Linked DNA regions of Mus musculus: regions 1 and 3 are each linked to region 2. A link is a contact called in public promoter capture Hi-C data. All regions are on one chromosome and are shown on one strand. Each heading gives the region's core, a stretch centred on a gene start, on an enhancer-like site or on the middle of the called end of the contact. The rest is flanking DNA. Distances are from core to core; before and after follow the strand shown. Region 1 holds the start of Dgkb (diacylglycerol kinase, beta). Region 2 holds the start of Tspan13 (tetraspanin 13). Region 3 holds the start of Meox2 (mesenchyme homeobox 2).

What was found. Promoter capture Hi-C pulls out the DNA fragments that hold promoters and counts their contacts.
Region 1: a promoter capture Hi-C map of hippocampal neurons shows a contact between it and region 2, with 3 times the contacts expected there. The contact joins the promoter of Dgkb here to the promoter of Tspan13 in region 2. A contact is called at or near these places in 2 of 39 promoter capture datasets (cranial neural crest and hippocampal neurons) and 1 of 115 datasets of contacts at active chromatin or transcription factors (astrocytes).
Region 3: a contact with region 2 is called in a promoter capture Hi-C map of cranial neural crest. The contact joins the promoter of Meox2 here to the promoter of Tspan13 in region 2. A contact is called at or near these places in 1 of 39 promoter capture datasets (cranial neural crest) and 1 of 115 datasets of contacts at active chromatin or transcription factors (cardiomyocytes).

The regions. Positions count from the first base shown.
Region 1 is chr12:37,879,249-37,882,148 of GRCm38.p6, forward strand. Dgkb (diacylglycerol kinase, beta) reads left to right here and starts at 1,269. Exons shown (of 26, transcript NM_001361686.1): 1 at 1,269-1,706.
Region 2 is chr12:36,041,113-36,044,141 of GRCm38.p6, forward strand. Tspan13 (tetraspanin 13) reads right to left here and starts at 1,366. Exons shown (of 6, transcript NM_025359.3): 1 at 1,139-1,366. The coding sequence starts at 1,201.
Region 3 is chr12:37,107,113-37,109,812 of GRCm38.p6, forward strand. It overlaps Meox2 (mesenchyme homeobox 2), which reads left to right and starts at 1,428. Exons shown (of 3, transcript NM_008584.4): 1 at 1,428-2,232. The coding sequence starts at 1,719.

The DNA of each region.
Region 1 (2,900 bases), core at 19-2,518, 1.8 Mb after region 2:
TCTGAAAACTAACAATAATGTGGAAGAGCTGTTCAGTGTGTGTGTGTGTGTGTGTGTGTGTGTGAGAGAGAGAGAGAGAGAGAGAGAGAGAGAGAGAGAGAGAGAGAGAGAACAGGTGTGTGTGTGTGTGAGAGAGAGAAAGAGAGAGAAAGGCAGGGAGGGAGGGAAAAGAGAGAACAGGTGTGTGTGTGTGTGAGGGGGGAGAAAGAGAACTGGTGTGTGTGTGTGTGTGTGTGTGTGTGTGTGTGTGTGTGAGTGTGTCTTATGCTACTCATTACATTCTATTACAGAACTATAACATGGACATAAACTATCGCTAGATCAGATGATGTTCTAACGTGGTGCTGATATGTTGAAATCATACCTCTATGATATTTTGTAGAAAGACTGAGAGCCATTAAAACACACATATCAGTGTAACCTTCACTATAGGAAAGTGAACTTGCACCTTAATTGCCAGCAGGTTTTGCATACATTGGATCATGTAAATTGATGTTATATTTTTATTATCCAATACATTACTTTTATCACATGACTCAAAAACCATCTTTATCTGTGTCCTGATTAGTTATAACTACACACCAGTTTTCTTCTTCATCATCAGTTCATTGCCTTTGTAGTTTATCAGATCCACCATCCAGTCACCTGCTCTAAGTAACCAAGCAGGGATGAAGCAAGAGAGAGCATTAAATGGATGAGGTGAGTGGGCTGCGACTGAGTAGCCAGTTAGAATATAATTTAGTAATAAAGAGAGGGTAGTCCGGCATCAGATTTCTGGTGGAGGGACAAATGTACACTAAGTGATAGGAACTGAAGACAATACAGCTCAAAGTCTCAATAACAGCTACTGATGGCTGCACTGTCTCCCCAACCGCCTGATCATAACTCAGCCAGCAGTTAAACAGCTGGGAAGCCCTGTCTCTCTGTCTTATTTCCCCCTGTGTTCCAAGGGCTATAGTAGCAACAGCAGCCTCAGCAGCCAGGCAGCAGGGCTATAGCTTGCAGCCAAGCAGACCGCCGCCGCCTCATCACCACACACACACACACACACACACACACACACACACACACACACACACACACAATTGCACACACTTCCCGAATCAACGCGTTGTCACACAAATCCTGGACCATGACAGATGAGAGAAGAGCAATAGGCACGGACAACAGGTATTTCCTCTCTGACAAATTCAGTTTCATTCCCAATGCTTATTGGTTTGCATAAGGAAAGAAGCCTAAGCGATACCTAGCCTGTGCGGACTACCAGAGGACTGGAGGTGGCCTCGGCAGGGGAGGGTGAAGTGGGAGGAGTGAGATGTGGGGAAGAGAAGAAGCCAAAATTGACTTTCAGGCTCCGGAAGCCTACAGCTCTCAGCCTCCGCTGTTTTTGAGTTGCAAATGATCTGGGAGTGGTGGGTTGCAGGCAGCCCCTGCCATCGCCTGGAAGAAGACTTCCATCTTTCAGTCACTAGTTCCAACGGGCCGTGTGTTCTGGAAGGGGGTGGCAGCAGGGAGGAGGATGCTCTGAGCAGAGTTCTTGAAGCTTTGCTCTTGGGGGAAGCCGGGCTGTGTGGGAGCCTTCTGACTGAGCTGAGAGCGTGTGAATTGGAAAGGATCCTGAGAGCTGGCTGGTCCCAGTTCATCTCCGGAAAAGCTGTCGCTCTCGCTTCAGAGATGCGCCTAGCCTTCGCCTGCATCACGCTGCAGTAAGTTCAACTCAGCACGGTTGGCAGTTTGAGTGGCCTCTGGGTATGTGGTGCGGGGGAAGGGAAGCCGAGAAGAAATGGCGAGGAAAGTTAGGAAAGCAGAGCTTCAGATTTCCCATGCAAATCTGAAAGCATTTTGTGTCCCTCATTTCTGTGCTAGTTATTGGTCGCCTGCTGTTATCTGCAGCAGAGAACCTAATGTTAGCTAAGTAAGTCTGGGGAAAGTGCTCGATTTATTGTGATTCCAGGCAATGAGACTGGCGAGCGAGTGTGACCTCCTGAAAGTTACGGATGAGAGGGAAGGTGGTTTGTGGGGGCGGATGGTGAGGAATCAAAGAAGCCGGCTTCGATTTTTAAATTCCCCGATTGTCCTAAATTCCATTCTAGATTCATTTCCTATTTGTACATAAACAAACAAACAAAACACGCACGACGTTTCCTTACTTTTATAACATTAAAACTAAAGATGAACTAGATCTATAGCTAGCTGCTTAATGACAGTCTGGGCGACACGGATGATCTGGCTAAACATTCAGGTTGTTCTCTGTGGGTGGGGTGAAGAGCCTCCTAGGTTCTTACTGCTACCATCGTCTCCAGCTCCTAACCAGTATCATCTGAAATACTTATGATTTGAAAGGGACGATTTTACATGAAGATGCCATTGTACTTAGCTACTTAACAGGGCTGTGTTCGCTGGCAGAAGAAAACGAAGGCTAAAGAACTTTCCAAAACAACTCCAGCCAGTTTATTCAAAGTGCAGATAACCAACTCTTTTAAAAATAGGTCAGCATGGGCCAGCCTATTGTAAAGCAAATTAGCGAATAAATAAGGAGTTTGGCAGAACCCTAAAGGTCTTTTCTGAAAGGAAAGTAGAAATAATTAACTTAAAACAGTTGGGATTATCTGACCAGTTTTTCTCTTATGGAAAATCGAACCCCCAACACATTTTCTTTTTTTTTTTTTTAATGACAGGAAAAACACAACAGAAACGAGAAATAAAAGAATATCATAATTAGAAAAGATCTTCCACTTAGTTGAAGGCTTGCTGGAGAAATGACGGTTTCACTGTATTTTATTCCAAGAAATATTATAGTTACAGCGGAAGGTACCTAAAGCAGACTCCAGGACTCCAGAATCTTCCAACAGACAACTGCATATAAACTATCATGGGCTTCGTAGGTCAAAGTGGTTTTG
Region 2 (3,029 bases), core at 116-2,615:
ACAAGCGGCCTCTCTTGTCCATAGATGTAACCTAAGCTGGCCCAGATGGCCTGGCTCTGCTAATGCAGGGAAACTGGGTTTGTTTTCAGGGTGGGTGCTGCAAGCACCAGATGTATTTATAGAAGAGAACAAGTCTCCGATGGAATGAGATGACCGAAAGGAAGTTTCTTCCACGCAGGAGAGGCAGCTTGTGGAAAGGTCTAGATTCCACAGCTTGGTTCCAGTCCAGACTCTCCAACTACCAGTTATGAAAACTTAGTAAAGCCTTTTTTGGTCTTTACCGTTATAAAATTTAGACAACTGCGCTTGCCACAGATAGATAACAAATTGACAAATGAAAAGGCTGGGGTGGTGAAGGTTTTCAATAAACATCACCTCAACTTCCTGCTGTCCAGCCACAATTATGCCTCAAAAAAAAAAAAAATCAAACTGAGTTTTCCATGTTAAAGCTGGAAGGCATATGCTGATACGTAGGGAGGAAAAAATAAATAAAAAAATAAAAACGACTTGGGTGGAGGACTATATACTGAAGGACTTCGCCAAAAATGGAGCTAGAATATTGATAAAGGGGAAGGAAGATGGCATGGGAAAAGCATCAGGCGAATACCTCACGGGCAGAAACATCAACAAAGAGACTTTATGTAAGCACGAAACAAACTTCGGAAGCCACGGATATCCTGTGAACCTGCTCTATGGCCTCCATTCAAAAGGCAGCTTTTAGAGCTGTGCCAGAAGCGCGCCATCCACAGGCCGCCTGGTCCATCCCAGGCCCCACTATCCCGCAAACCTGTCCCCTAAGCCCGGGCTGCTCTCCAGCCTCCGAACCTCCAGATGGGATGGCCAGCCGAAAGCGTGCGGCTAGAGGGATTGAGATGGAAACCTGGGGATGGATGAAAGAATGGGGAGAGTGGGAAGGAACGCGAAAGTGAAGGGCTGCAGAGAGCAGGGCGAGGGGCGAGCGCCACAATGAAGGACGGGCGGAGACTGCGACAAGCAGGCTCGGGGTCCCGGGCGGGGGCTGCAGGCGAAACTGGGGCGTGGGAAGCCCGCAAGGGGCGCGGGATGGGGCGCAGGCGAATACTCAGGCGGGGAGGAGGCCGACGGCCCCCGCAGGTGCCACCGGGCGCGGGCTACTCACGGTATACAGCAGGTTGAGCGCGCACAGGCAGTTCTTGGAGCACGAGAAGCCCCCGCACACCATCGTGGCGCGTGGGCTAGCGGGTGCCTGCGGGTCGAGGCGTCTTCCGCCGGGCTGGGCGAGTAGCTTCTGGATCCTGGCCTCCTGAGCCTGTGGCCCGGGCTAGGCTCGGGGCTCGGGTTCGGGGTTCAGGATCAGGGCTGCAGTGCCGCGCCCGCAGCGGCTCCCACCCGCTCTGCAACCTGCGGCCGCAGCGGATCCGCCGATCGCGCGCCCCGCCCCGCCGCCTCGTCTCGCCCTGCACTCTGATTGGCCACTGCTAGGGAACAAAGGTAGAGATATGCAAATCAATGCGCTCTGGGGTCCGGGAGAGGCGGGGCAGCTCAGCGGAGGAGAAGGAGGAGGAGGAGGAGGGGGCCCCGAGACTGTCTGGAGGGAGCCGGCCTCTGGCTCACGAGACTGTGGCCTCTGTATAATTTCCCCCCTCCCAGGTGAACAGCAGAGGGCGGGGCTCCACGCTGGCAGGAGAAATGACAGCACCTCTCTCCATTCTTGCCCTGTGGGTGACGTGGCACCATTTTGAATGAGATGATAAAACAAATCGAAGCACCTGGCCTCGTTTGAATGAAAGAAAGACGACAAGAATGAAAGATTTACAGAGAACAGGGAAGGGGGCAATGAAAGGAAAAACATCAGTGAAAGACTAAAAAGAGCAAATAAAAACTAATTTCTCTCGACATAGGTAAGAAAGGTAACCTGTAATTGTGACAGATTTCAGATCAAGAGGACTTAATCTACAGGGATTTTTGAAATACTAATAAACCTTATGAATACATATGTGCAAAATAAATCAGGAGTCTTTATTCTTGTAGTGGGATCCTGGGTTTTAGGGGCCTATTTTTGCATAAATACAAGCTAGGAAGCCTTTCGATAACAGATTCAATTAATTTATCATCACTTTTGTTTGCTGCATCTTCATCCTGATTCCTAACCTCTAACTAGATTATTAGAAGTATATCATGCACTATTTGACAGACCCCCTTGCATAGAATAAAGTGTCCTATCAGATGCACCAGTGCGCCTGATGGTTTTAAGGCACTCACTACTGGGTTCCAACTGTTAAGCGGCAGTAAAGGCTTGGTATTTTCTATTTGGTATTTTCTATCAAAAGAAATTCTACCAATAGGTTTTATAAAGAGATTTTTAAGGGCCTTAAGAGTTGGCTCAGCTGTTATGGCACTTATTGCTTTTACAGAGGACCCCAACACCCAAATGGCACTCACAACACCTGTCTCTCCAGTCCTGGGGATCCAGTGCCCTCCTCTGACCTTAGTGGGCATCAAGCATGCACATGGTACACACATGCAGGCAAAACACTCGTAAAATAGTAAAATAGATCTTTTAAAAAGCGATTTTCAAATTTACTGTACATTTTGAGCCTAAAACTTCTCACGGTTAGGTGAATGTATGTCAAAAAACAAAAACAAAACAAAACAAAAAAAAAACCCAAAAAAAACAAACATAAAAATCATTGACTTAAACAAGTTAATTAAATACCTTCTCTTCAAATACTCCAGCCTATTTGTACTTCCTTTAGAACTCACCATGCAAATAAACACTCATGGATTTTACGTCTCTTGCAATCCTTATCAATCTTGTATGTATTCCCAGAAACATTTTTAAAAATTAGTATGGGAAATAACTCTGCACTCCAAACTATACTGCTCTACTTTTCTTTTTAAAATCCAGAATTTTAATACTTACATGGTGGTGCACGTCTTAAATTTCAGTACTCTGGAGGCAGAGGCAAGCAGATCTCTGTGAGTTTCAGGTCAGTCAACACTGCATAGGGAGACTCTGTTTTAAACTATATAAATAAAACTAAACTAAG
Region 3 (2,700 bases), core at 178-2,677, 1.1 Mb after region 2:
TAGTTCAGGTTGCTGTACTCATTAATCCCATTAGCAATTTCAAAGACTTGGCCATCATCTTCTGGTCACCCAGACAATAAACATATGGCAGTTAACCATAGTGGCACACTCCAAGTCCTGAACACCCTAGGCTACTGCAGACATCCCCTTGGCAGACACTTCCTAGATAGGAACAGGCTTTCCTGCAGCCCACTCTCCCAAGCTTGTTGTGGGTTAAGGACAGGACTTCCAGTAGATTCTGTGGCCGCCCAAGCTAATTGCTGTGTCAACCCCAGCCCCTGCTCTCACAAATTCACTGGTGGCAAGGTGTGCAGTTAGTTCATTTCCAGGAGCACAGGCTGTAAACCTGGGGGAAATGAACCATGATAGCAGGGTCCACGCTGAGGGAATGTTAAGTTTGCTATCTGCTTAAAACAGAAAGGTGGTGAGGAATGGAATGTATGCAAGGAGCATTAGCTCTGTGAGCTAAAGAGAGATTTCATTTCTCAAAGGATGGGAGCGGGCTGTGAATTGGCTCCTGCAGGGTTAAGCTAGCTAGGAAGGGTGAAGCTGGGAGCAAGTTAGACTTGCTCATTTGACATTTTTTCGGGTTATTCTTGACCCCCCCCCTCCCAATTTCCTCGGTGAGCAAATGGTGAGAAAATTTCGCGAACTGGACTGGTAAAGAGAAGTAGGGGTGGGAAGAGGGTCAGAAAAAGAAGGAAGGGGGACACCACTTGGAGCAACACTTGTGTGTCGCCAAGGCGCCAGAGCCTACATCCACCTCTGTGTCGCGCACACCCCATTGTATATCTGTCCTTTCTGCACTCAGAGTAGCACTGTGCTAGCCTTGGTGCACAGCTCTACAACCTCCGCCCTGGCTCTAGGTTTTCTAACAATCTATTCTCAGATACCTAAAAGAGAATAAACCTAATGTGTTTACGCTGGAACCGTGAGTGGCCTCTGAGTTTGAAAAGCTCGACAGACTAGGCTCTTCTTCTCTTGAAAGTTCTCTTGAAAGTTCTCTGTGGTCTGCAAAGTCAGGGAGTAGTCAGGGAGCTCCTGCAGGTGACCCCAACCCCCACCAAGGCTGAGAGATCTAGGTTCCAAGAGCAGTGAGCTACTCAGAGACACTGTGTGCTGGCTTAGGGAAGCTGAGTGCCTCTGCGTCTGGCCATGGGAACCTATGGGACAGATTGCGGTGGCCCGGAGCGACTGAGGCTCTGGGAGCACCACTAGCTGTGGTGGAAGCTCCCAGGGCCCGACGGGCGGGCGTTGGGCAGCGGCTCCTGTCCTGCCAGCAATGGGAACTGGAAATGAGAGAGCACGGTGGCGCTGACTGAGCGGGAGTTTTGGAGGGAGTTTGCATGTGGTCAGCGCTGGGCTCCTAAGCCAGCCCCCAGCTCACATTACACTCTATTTATAACCTCTCAGAGCCATTTCCCCCTGAAAGCAGTTCTCTGGGACCACCTTCTTTTGGCTTCCACCTCTCCCACACTTGACATCTGAGCAGCTGCGAAGGAAGCTCCTCCAGGTCCTAGTGTTTATACGTGCAGGAGACTGGCCGCTAAGGCTCAGGACTGGGATTAGCCGGCTCTGCTCAAATGCAAACGCGCGCGGCTTTTACTTTTGGAGTGAGTGGGGGAAAGTCTTAGGATTTCCAGTGAAAAGTGACAGCGCTTGGTGGACATTCGGACCGTCCGTGAAGTCTTCTGCTTGGAAGCCGAAACTTGCATGCCATGGAACACCCCCTCTTTGGCTGCCTGCGCAGCCCCCACGCCACAGCGCAAGGCTTGCACCCCTTCTCCCAGTCTTCTCTGGCCCTCCATGGAAGATCTGACCACATGTCCTACCCCGAACTCTCCACATCTTCCTCGTCTTGCATAATCGCGGGATACCCCAACGAGGAGGGCATGTTTGCCAGCCAGCATCACAGGGGGCACCACCACCACCACCACCATCACCATCACCACCACCAGCAGCAGCAGCACCAGGCTCTGCAAAGCAACTGGCACCTCCCGCAGATGTCCTCTCCACCAAGCGCGGCCCGGCACAGCCTGTGCCTGCAGCCTGATTCGGGAGGGCCCCCGGAGCTGGGAAGCAGCCCTCCGGTCCTGTGTTCCAACTCATCTAGCCTGGGCTCCAGCACCCCTACCGGGGCCGCGTGCGCACCAGGGGATTATGGCCGTCAAGCGCTGTCACCCGCAGACGTAGAGAAGAGAAGTGGCAGCAAAAGGAAAAGCGACAGCTCAGGTGAGTGCGGGCAAAGCAACCCTGGGGAGAGTGCGCTCTGGGCTAGGAAGATGCGGGGAGGTGTGGGATGTTTCTCATAGAAAGACAAACTGTGAAGCTGCTAGCCTTTCCTCGCTCTGGTGGGCGAGTTCATCCATGGAGCGTCCGTCCTGTAATTCAGGAGCACGTGTTTCACTGAAGTTAATATATCTACATCCAGCCGTTCAAAGCCCTCCAAGATCGCAAATCAGTTTTCCAGAAGTGGTGAAGAAAGAGCAAGTGACACTATGCAAAATCGGTTAAGGGAGCGTGGCGGGTCCCTCCACGGGTTGGGAGGGGTGTGCCCATTGGGATGCTGCATCCGCTGGGCATGCATGCCTGCGTGCGTGTGTGCGTGCATGCGGGTTTCCTTGACTTTTCCCTTCCAATTCCCAACTCTGAACAACTCGACTTTTCCTATCCTTAACTGGGTTTCCAAATTATTGCGCA